2 separate regions of the Mus musculus genome follow, and region 2 is linked to region 1. A link is a contact called in public HiChIP or PLAC-seq data. All regions are on one chromosome and are shown on one strand. Each heading gives the region's core, a stretch centred on a gene start, on an enhancer-like site or on the middle of the called end of the contact. The rest is flanking DNA. Distances are from core to core; before and after follow the strand shown. Region 1 holds the start of Mier1 (MEIR1 treanscription regulator). Region 2 overlaps Mier1 (MEIR1 treanscription regulator).

Region 1 (4,704 bases), core at 259-2,758:
TAGTGCAAACTGCCCCCTGAACCCTTTATTATTTTTAACCTGTGCCCACATACATCCATTAGTTTTTGTCTTCAGGGTTTTTTTTGTTTGTTTGTTTTTTTGTTTTTTCATCCAGTGAGAACTATTTGGATAAGAGCTGACATTTTAAAAAGTCCAAGGTAGTCCCTTAACTTAATATAACTGTATCAGTGCTAAAATATTTATTTCCCTCCAAGAATTTGTGGGGGGAGGAAGCTTATATAATCTTTAAAATAAAGTGAAAATACTATAACAAGTGCAGTAAATGGTAAGAATTGTTTGTAGATTTGGGAACCTTAAAAGTTTTCCTTTCTCTTCTTTCCCTTGCTTTTCTTTCAGTAGAAAATGTGCATCAGATGTTTATGTTTAATTGGTTTACAGACTGTCTCTGGATTCTTTTCCTGTCAAATTACAAGGTAATGTCCTTTCACTTAGCAGCTACTTCGTATACCTATACATGCAGTTTATTCATGCACAAATTGTTATTGGGCTTAAGACTTTCAAGTTCATGTCCAGTGTTAAGAAATGGGAAAAGGCTTGATGGAATCTAGAATTTTAAGGAAATAGAAATCATTTCAGAAATCAGCATTCTCCCAAGTGCATTATAAGTATGATGTTTAAGAAAGTTGTATGTACACATTTGTGCAATGATTTTTTTAACCATGGTATATTCCTCAGAGGTAATGAGTATCATTTAACTGATTGATTTTTGGTAGTCATTTTTGAAAAACTTAATCATGTCGGAAAAAACGCTGGCCTTTAACAACAACAAAAAAAAAGCTTTTAAACTTACTGCCCATTTTAATATCTGCCTAAATTATCTACTTTAGGGAACCAGATAAATCATTGGCCCTGGCCATTATCAGTATGGACCTCAAGGCCAGTTAGCAGTGCATTAAAACAAACTTTCTACTTGCAAGTATTTTAGGCATTGCAAATATGTACGTTCTGTCTCCGTGCAGTCAAGTAGGCATATCCATAGAAGAGCATTACTTTACATTTGAAACTTTTGTATATTTGTGCAAAAATTCATCCGTGGCAGAGCTGTGTTGCTCCTGGCATCACAAAAAGTGAGGAAAATGTAATGTTCTCTACTCTTCATCTTTGCGCTGGGCCAATTTGGGGGAGTTGGAGTTTTCTTGCTAGGAATCACCAGGGGAAGTATTTGTCAGAGCGTTTCGTGTTGCTGTCGCGCCCAGGCAACATCTCTTTCCCAGCAAAAGCACTTCAGAAGTGACCGACCGGTAGAATAGGAGGTTTTTTTCTCCTGCAAAGTGAGTACCCTGAGGGGACCTCTCCGGACCTCGCGCGCGGACTGCCCCGGGCTCGCCCGGGCCCGCCCCTCGCGCGCTCCCCCGGGACGGCGGCCGCGGGATCGCGCGCTCCCTGCTCCGCGCGCGCCCGCTGGCCTCTCCCCTCCCGTCCCGCCGAGCGGGGCGCCGCGAGGGGGCGGAGCGGGGTGTGGTGGCGCGCTCGGGCGGCTCCTGCGCGTTCCCGCCGAAGCGGCGGCGGAGAAGGCAGCGGGAGCCCCGCGGCCCAGGCGCACATCCGGGTTCTGGCCGCGACCCGCCGCGGCGATGTGACCCGGTGGCGCGGCCAACATGGCGGAGGTAAGAACGAGCGCCCCTCCCCGGCGGGGCCTCGGTGGAGGGCTGCGGGCGGGAGGCGCGGGCCTGCCGGGGCCGGGCCTGCGGCGCCGCTGCCCACCTGTTGTCCGGCCCGGCCGCTCGGCTGGGCTTCCCGAAACTAAGTTGGGCGCGGAGGCGCCGTCGGACTTGAGGCAGTTGGGAGGCGGCCGCTGCGGGAGGAGCGGGCGAGGGCGCCCGTCCGGAAGCCGCCCAGGGCGCAACTTCGCCGGCCGGCGCGGCCCGCGGACTCCTCTCTGCCTGCTCCCGCGAACTTTCTTCCCTCGCGAGCCCAGAAGTCGCTGCTCCCGCCAGCCCGCGTCACCCCCGCCAGCCCGCGTCACCCCCGCCAGCCCGCGACTGCTGACCTGCCGTCTAGGCAGGGGGCGAGCAGGCTGACACACCTTGGGTTAGTTTAGTAGTTTTCCTGATAGTGGAGAGGTGAGCAGGAGAAATTAACCCAGTAGGCCCTATCCAGCTTGGGACTCTTCCCCCTGGCCGAACCTCCAAGTTTCTTTTCCACGCTATAGCTCCTGAACCAACTAGGCTAAAAACTTACAAATCAAAGGTGCCTGTAATTATTTACCTTTTATTTTGCTCTTCTTAGAGAAAACTTTTCTTGTTTCTCTTGTCCCTCTGCTGTAGGATAGAACCCAAGGTTCTTGTCAAGGCAGATAAGCAAGCGCTCTACTACGAGCCACATCCCCCCCTCCCCCCCAGCCTTAGCTTCATTTCCTAGTAAACAAGTTCCTTTGGTTAGTGTTCTCAGATGGGTAGGCAAGCAAGTTGCTTTAGGTGTAATTAGATCTTAGAATGTGCTGTAGGAAATTTTAATATTTTGTCTGGTTTTAAGCCATCGGTCCTGTGGTTTGTTTAATTTTTAGTCGGTGAATTTCGTTACTGTTTGTTCCCCCTGAGTTCATATTGTTATATTTGGACTTAATGGGATCTCTCTTGAGGCAAATCTTGTAAACACTTGATTAATAAAGCAGTAAGATTGCTAAACATCTTCATGTTTTTCTGTCGAGAGCACCCAAAAATAGATTGAGGAAGTATTTGATTTTATTTACCACTTAGCTCTCAGTTTTCAACTCCTTCATTTGCTAAATGAAGCAGAGAAGTAGAGAGTGACTACTTTTGTTTATACATAATATCTGTAAGCCTTGGGCTACAGAAACATAAGATGTGCCTTTCCTGTACCAGTCAAGCTTCCTGGAGTGTTAACTTGTTCTTCTGTTATACAGTGACCTTTAGGTTGATGTTCTGAAATTTTAAATGTTATTTATTTATTTGCTACTAAAAGAAGAGGAGCTTTCCTGGAAGCTGGACTGTTTGCTGCCAGTATTGAGAAGACTTGATATTACTTAGCGCTAAAACGCATTAGTTGTGTTTTCAGGTGGTTTTTTTCCTATTCATAGTCAAAGAATTGCAAGACATGAGTAGTGGTCGCATTACTTTTACTTGACATAGATATGCCTGGGTGTGATCCACCAGCCTTTCTTCCCTGGGCTCCTGTGCTACAAGAGGAAGTAGAGTGTATAGATGGCTTTTCAGGCATCTTATCAGCTAACCTTCCCTGGGCTCCCGTTTGCTGAAAATCTACAGGATATATGTAGTATTTGCTACACTGCTGTGCTGTGGCCTCAGGTCTATGTGGTTGGACAGTCACACTCCGTGGCACGTTATTGATACGAAAACACGGAAACCTAAAGAAACGTCACCAAAAAAACTGAGTGCCAGCATGCAGTGTTTTGTTATAGAAATGAAAAGTGGCTGCATTCATGTGAGAATGGGAGAAGTGTGCCCACCTTGGCCACTATCTTGTTCTCTAGTGTAAGCTGCTCTTCTTAGGTATCCCATCATGTGGAGAGGGAAGACTTGGGGCTTGCAGGAACAGGTGGATGGGTCAATCTTAGGAACTTGACTTTCATTTTCATTGCATTGTTTAATGACCTGGTATATATTTTATATTCTTAAATTGCCTATAGGTTGCCCTTTGCTTTGACTGTGTAGGATACAACCCAAGGGTCTCATAAACTTAGAGGAGTAAAGGAATTTTACATGTCAACAAAAATATCCTAAAATAGGTGAAGAGAAAAGTAAATTTATAATTTTCCTTGTCTCAGTTTTTTAATAATTGAGGGTTTTTTTTTTTTAACAGTAATCCTGGAAAAAAAATGGTGGCGAGATGATTGGTTAACAATGTTTTACCTCCGTATAGACTTTTCATGGGGTTATTGTTTATGATGTATGCAGCAAACATTTGCATTCTGAACTGTTGTGCTTTTGAGTAAGAGGAGCTGGGGCAGTGTCCATTTATTTTTAAATGTAGGGGACTTGACACTCACTAAAGAAGTGAGGCTTCGGACCACATCTTAAGTATTCTGCTCTCCCCTCTTCCGAGAATGCGCCTGACCCTATTTTTCCAAGAAAAGTACTTGATTTGTGAACTATAACTGGCATTAAATATGATTGGAGTTGGTAGCAGTTCATTTTTATACGGATCTTTGTCATCTTCGTGAACTCATATAGGAAGAATACATTTAGTGGTTCTTCAATTTTGGTAACATTAAATGAATTTGTTGTACACAGAAGAGTTAGTACATGTTCCCCTTCGTAGTTCTTTCGTAATATTTCTCAGCTTATTATCCCTTAAGATTACATACTGTAAGGTTATTGAAGCAGGCTCTCATAGTTACACTAAAGGGAGGAAAGTACAAAGAAGTCACAGTTTTACAAAGTCAGCGAGGAGGAAAAAATAAGGGGAAGAAATAGTTGATCCTTAGGGCTTTTTAAGGAGTGTGGTGCAGGGACCTTTGGGAACAAAGAATTTTGTCATTTAAATTTCAGAGTATGTAAACATAGATGGATGCTAAAAGAAAAAAAAAGCCACAGTACAATTTAAGATCTTTTTCACCTGAACTTCACATCGCTAACAAAATATTTAAATGGACTTCCTTAATGTATTGGTTTACAGTACATATTTTCAACAATAATAATTTACATATATCACATCCATCCAGCTTTCACTCACGCGCACACACACACAAAACCCATATTC
Region 2 (4,436 bases), core at 1,356-3,855, 47 kb after region 1:
TCATGTGCCCTATAAGATTTCTCATCGTTTCCATTAAGTCAACAGAAGGGGAAGACCAGGTGATGTTGCAATATTGCCACATCCAAGGAGTAACTGTTGACAGGTAGCAATATTCATTTTTATGAGAAAATAATGGTTTTAAGAATTTTCAGATTTTTCCAGTTGTAATCCAGTTTGTCAGATTTGATAGTTTTTCCAAAATGAAACACATACAAAATAATCATTGTTCTGTGTGATTTTTAAAAAGGGTTATCTGCACTAGCCTTGTATGGATGGGTGCCATTTTATTTTTAGTGCAAAATTCTTCTTAAAAAATGTAGTTTTTTACAGCTGATAGACCAATCTATCTCCAGACTGTTTTTTAGCGAATGATTATTAGCTATGTTTTCTCACACAGGCACATCCCCAAATGCTGCTTTCAGTTTGATCTCAGCCATCAGTTCAAGAGCCAATGCTCTCAAAGGCAGATCTGTGCTCCTTTCACAGGCTCAGTTGTCTGATGCAGGTTGGGTAAAGGTTCGCACTGAGAATGATCGCCCAGGCCTCTCCCTCAGAGTATTCTTAGATTTGTCCAGACTGCTTCCTTTCCCTCGACCAGTATTGGAAGGCACTTTGACAGTACATCACATAATATGCATTTATTGTTTTTGCAGAAATATCCCAGTAAGTCAGTTTCAGATGGAAGTGCTAAGAAGCATGAGAGGATTTTGTTTGTTTGTTTGTTTTATTGAAAACCATTAATTTATCCAGAATGGCAGTAGGTCAAGTAGCTTTAGCAGATGGATCATAGCCTCTGTTTCCCTGCCCACCCCCACCCATTTCTATTATCTCTCTTTTTTCTGTGTTTTTTTTTTTTTTTTTTAAAAACAACAAAAACAAAACAGAGTCTCACTGTGTAGCCCAGGCTGGCCTGGAACTTAACAATCCTTCTACCTCAGCCCTCTAATGCTGAGATTGAAGGTGTTTCCCACCACACCCAGCAACAATCTATTCTCTAAAGCAGGTTTTATTAAATGAGTTCAAACCATTCTAACTCTTTGTCACAGATGGTCTCTAGGAATGTTTTTTTAAAAAACAGTGATGCTTTTTAATCATTACACTATTGGAGGTGTCAGCCCACCTTTTAAAGGCTACAACTGCTGGGCAAGTTCCTAGAGTTCTTGAAACTGTTGTTACAGGAACTTTTTAAGGAATTTCTCAGGCATGTTGGGAAATGTGCCAGGTGTATATGTGTTCATATATCTTACTTTTCTTTTTAAAGTATGCATAATGAAACATTTCTCTAATACACGATGCTCAGCTTTTCCAAACTACATTGTTCTGTGTTTGTACAGGTATTTCACCCTTTGTTCAAAACTGCAGCCACTGAAACTTAAGTCATTGCACTTTTAAACAACTTGGCAATATCATGAGTAATTTGTTAAAGGTTTAGTATATTTCATAACTCTTGAGCACTTAAGTAATTGAGATGAGAAAATAAGCCTTCAGGAGTAGGGATGTAGCTCAGTAGTTTGACTGTTTTGCCCAACGTGCATATGAAGCCTGGGTTCCATGCCCAGTACCACATAAACTGGGTGTGGTGGCACATGCCTGTCATCCTAAGCACTTGGGAGGTGGAGGCAGGAGGATCAGAAGTTCAAGGCCGTCCTCACCTACATAGTGAGTTGGAGGCAAGCCTGAGATACCTGAGATGCTGCCTCAAACAGAAATGTCTCTGTTGGTAGTTAGCATTGTCATTTTCCTTTGAAACACAATGTTTATGATGTATTCTCAGTAAGGTTCAGAATCTGTAACTCAGCTCAACGCGGATCTGTTGAGCTTTAAAATGTATTTGAAGTAATTTAAGTAGGCATTCAAAATTATAAATTAGATGTTTTTAAATTTCTGCATAATAATTTGCACTGTAAAATATGTCCTTCCTCCCATTTCCTTCTGCCATTCTGATATGCTCATTAAAATATTTTTGTAAACATACTTGTGTGGTGTCTAGTTATTTCACTGTTTTAATTTCAGTGTTTAAACTCTGTGCTGCTCGGAACACACAGTGAAGGTTGTACTATCCCTGTGCCTCCATGCCCACGAACAGTGCAATCAACGGTTTTTCTGTGGTCTTGGTTTTAGTTACCTGACATTGGATTGTTTTCTGTCTGTCTTTTTTAATATGGGGGGAGGTGTTGGAGTTTGTGTTTTGTTGGTTTGGTCTCTTATGTAGTTCTGAGTGAACTGGAGCTTACTACATAGACTCAAGAGATCTGTCTCCCAAATGCTGGGATGTTACACCTAGACATGCAGCCCAAACTGCCTTTGAGCTTGTTTCAAGTGATAGAATTAAAGTATATACCACCATGTTGGGGCCGGCCAGTGGCTCACATGTCCGGGTTCGAGCTGGAAGGCATCTTGGAATCTGGAAGAAAAGAGGGAGCCTGGGCAGGTTGAGAAATAATGGAACCAAGACAACTAGTCTGCTCAAGGTTCAAATTTTTAATGGCAGACACCCTTTATAAAAGGGGGAAAGTCCATTCCCGCCAATTCATCCTTGGAGCCTGGAACCAGCTGCAGGTGATAGGGTGTAGTCTCCAGAATAGCTCCAGGCCTCAGCAGGTAGCAGTATCTTGAAGAGGAACAGCAGCAGTGGCAGAATAGAGTGATCTGGGGAGGAAGGCTCCACCCTAGGTAATCTCCTTAGTGGCAGCAAGGTCAAGTTCTGGCTCAGCCTGCTTCAGGCTTGTGGGAGGCTACACCACCACACCTGGGAAAAGGGGTATATCTTTTTTCTTATCTCCCCAGAGAGGCTTTACTCTGAAGATCACCATTACCCTCATTCTCTGAACTATATAATTAAAAATTATTAGTTTTCTTTTTCAGTGAAGTTCATACCACTTATTTTGCAAAATAAAACATCACAACATTTATTGTTCTGTTGGTAGGTAACCCATAGTGGTACTTGGGGTATCTGAGTGTTGGTTCACTTTCATAAGCAACAGTTGCAGTGTGTCTAACTGACAGTCACCATTAGCAGCCATACGGGCTTTCCCAAGTGTCACCCAGCACATTGGAAGAATGATTTTTCAGATTTTAATCTTGATTTTTTTTCTTTATGCCTCGTAATTCTGGTCACTTAGAATTTTTAAAACTCATACAGGATCACCCACTCAAGTTAGCCTTCTGAGGTCATGTATTTTATTATCCAAACTGATGGTCTTCCTATGCTAGGACATGGAAAGTGACATAAAGATGTATTTAAATTTTTGTTTTAAGTAATTTGAGCTGGGTGTGGTGGCCCATGCCTTTAATCCCAGCACTTGGGAGGCAGAGGAAGGCGGATTTCTGAGTTCAAGGCCAGCCTGGTCTACAGAGTGAGTTCCAGGACAGCCAGGGCTACACAGAGAAACCCTGTCTCGGAAGAAAAGTAATTAGAACAGATTCAATGGCTAAATAGCCGTATCTGTGTCCTAGCGCCTGGGAGGCAGCAGCCAGGGGGTCAGGTCAAAGTTGAAGGTCTTTGCCTGCCTATACAGCAAGTTTACAGCCTGCTTGGGCTAAAAGGGACACTTTTTCTTTCTTTTGTATTTGCTTTTTTGGGAGGGTAGTGGGGTGGTTGTCTTCAAGACAGTTTCTCTGTGTAAGCTTGGCAGTCCTGGGACTCACTCTGTACACTGAGCTGCCTTGAATTCATAGAGATCTGCCTGTTTCTGCATTCTTCTCGAGTGCTGGCCATCATCACCCAGCCATAAATTGTCTATATATACACTATGTACACATTATCTGGTGCAGAACACTGAAGCTATATAAACTACAGCCATATTCTAATTTTTCTCAATCTAAACTGACGATGAAGATTTCCTCATTTAGCTTGCAGTGGTGGTGCATCCCTTTCATCCCAGTTCTTGGAAGGCAGAGGCAGGCAGATTTCTGAGTTCAAGGCCAGCCTTGTCCCGTCCAGCAGGACTTAGTTATTCTGTTTGGCCGTGTTTCAAGATGTCTTGATCTGGACACTTGAGTAATCTTGTGATATGCAGAACCCCTAAGCTGGCTCGAGGTACAGGAACTGATGTCACAAGGCTGTGAGCACACATGCCATCATAAAGGAACCCTCTTGTCCCTAGAGAGCACCAGATAAGGACAGGTTTATAATCTTACCTAAAATCCTCCAGCCAGCATTTCTGACAGAAAGAAGATAGTTTTTCAAAATACTGAGCTCACATTTGTAAAAACAACCCATTGACAAAACATTTAGGTCCACATCAAAGTACTCCTGTAGGTTAACAAATTTCAGGGTAGATTTTGTTGCCAAATGAGTTTGGCAACTCAATAATAATAATAATAATAATGATAATAATGATAATAATAATAATAATAGTAATAACTCATAATAATAATTAATAATAATTAAAAATTCTCAGAGCCCAGTAGATTTCAGACTTAAGAGATTTGTA

The links. HiChIP or PLAC-seq counts read pairs in DNA pulled down with a chosen protein or histone mark.
Region 2: a contact with region 1 is called in an H3K27ac HiChIP or PLAC-seq map of embryonic stem cells, with 6 read pairs. The contact joins the enhancer-like site here to the promoter of Mier1 in region 1. A contact is called at or near these places in 4 of 39 promoter capture datasets (erythroid cells, liver, macrophages and 1 more), 14 of 484 Hi-C or Micro-C datasets (CD8 T cells, DN3 thymocytes, cranial neural crest and 11 more), 4 of 115 datasets of contacts at active chromatin or transcription factors (the SCID.adh cell line, double positive thymocytes and embryonic stem cells) and 3 of 9 other capture datasets (adipose tissue, liver and pancreatic islet).

Annotation. Positions count from the first base shown.
Region 1 is chr4:103,117,882-103,122,585 of GRCm38.p6, forward strand. Mier1 (MEIR1 treanscription regulator) reads left to right here and starts at 1,509. Exons shown (of 13, transcript NM_001039081.2): 1 at 1,509-1,628. The coding sequence starts at 1,620.
Region 2 is chr4:103,163,781-103,168,216 of GRCm38.p6, forward strand. Mier1 (MEIR1 treanscription regulator) reads left to right here. Exons shown (of 13, transcript NM_001039081.2): 13 at 1-1,974. Among named protein-coding and RNA genes, the nearest start is that of Mier1, 47 kb to the left of the region's middle. Within about 2 kb of position 2,606, at least 8 of the 459 cell types and tissues checked have an H3K27ac peak or open chromatin away from gene starts, as enhancers often do. A contact at or near this core is called in embryonic stem cells, where this site is marked.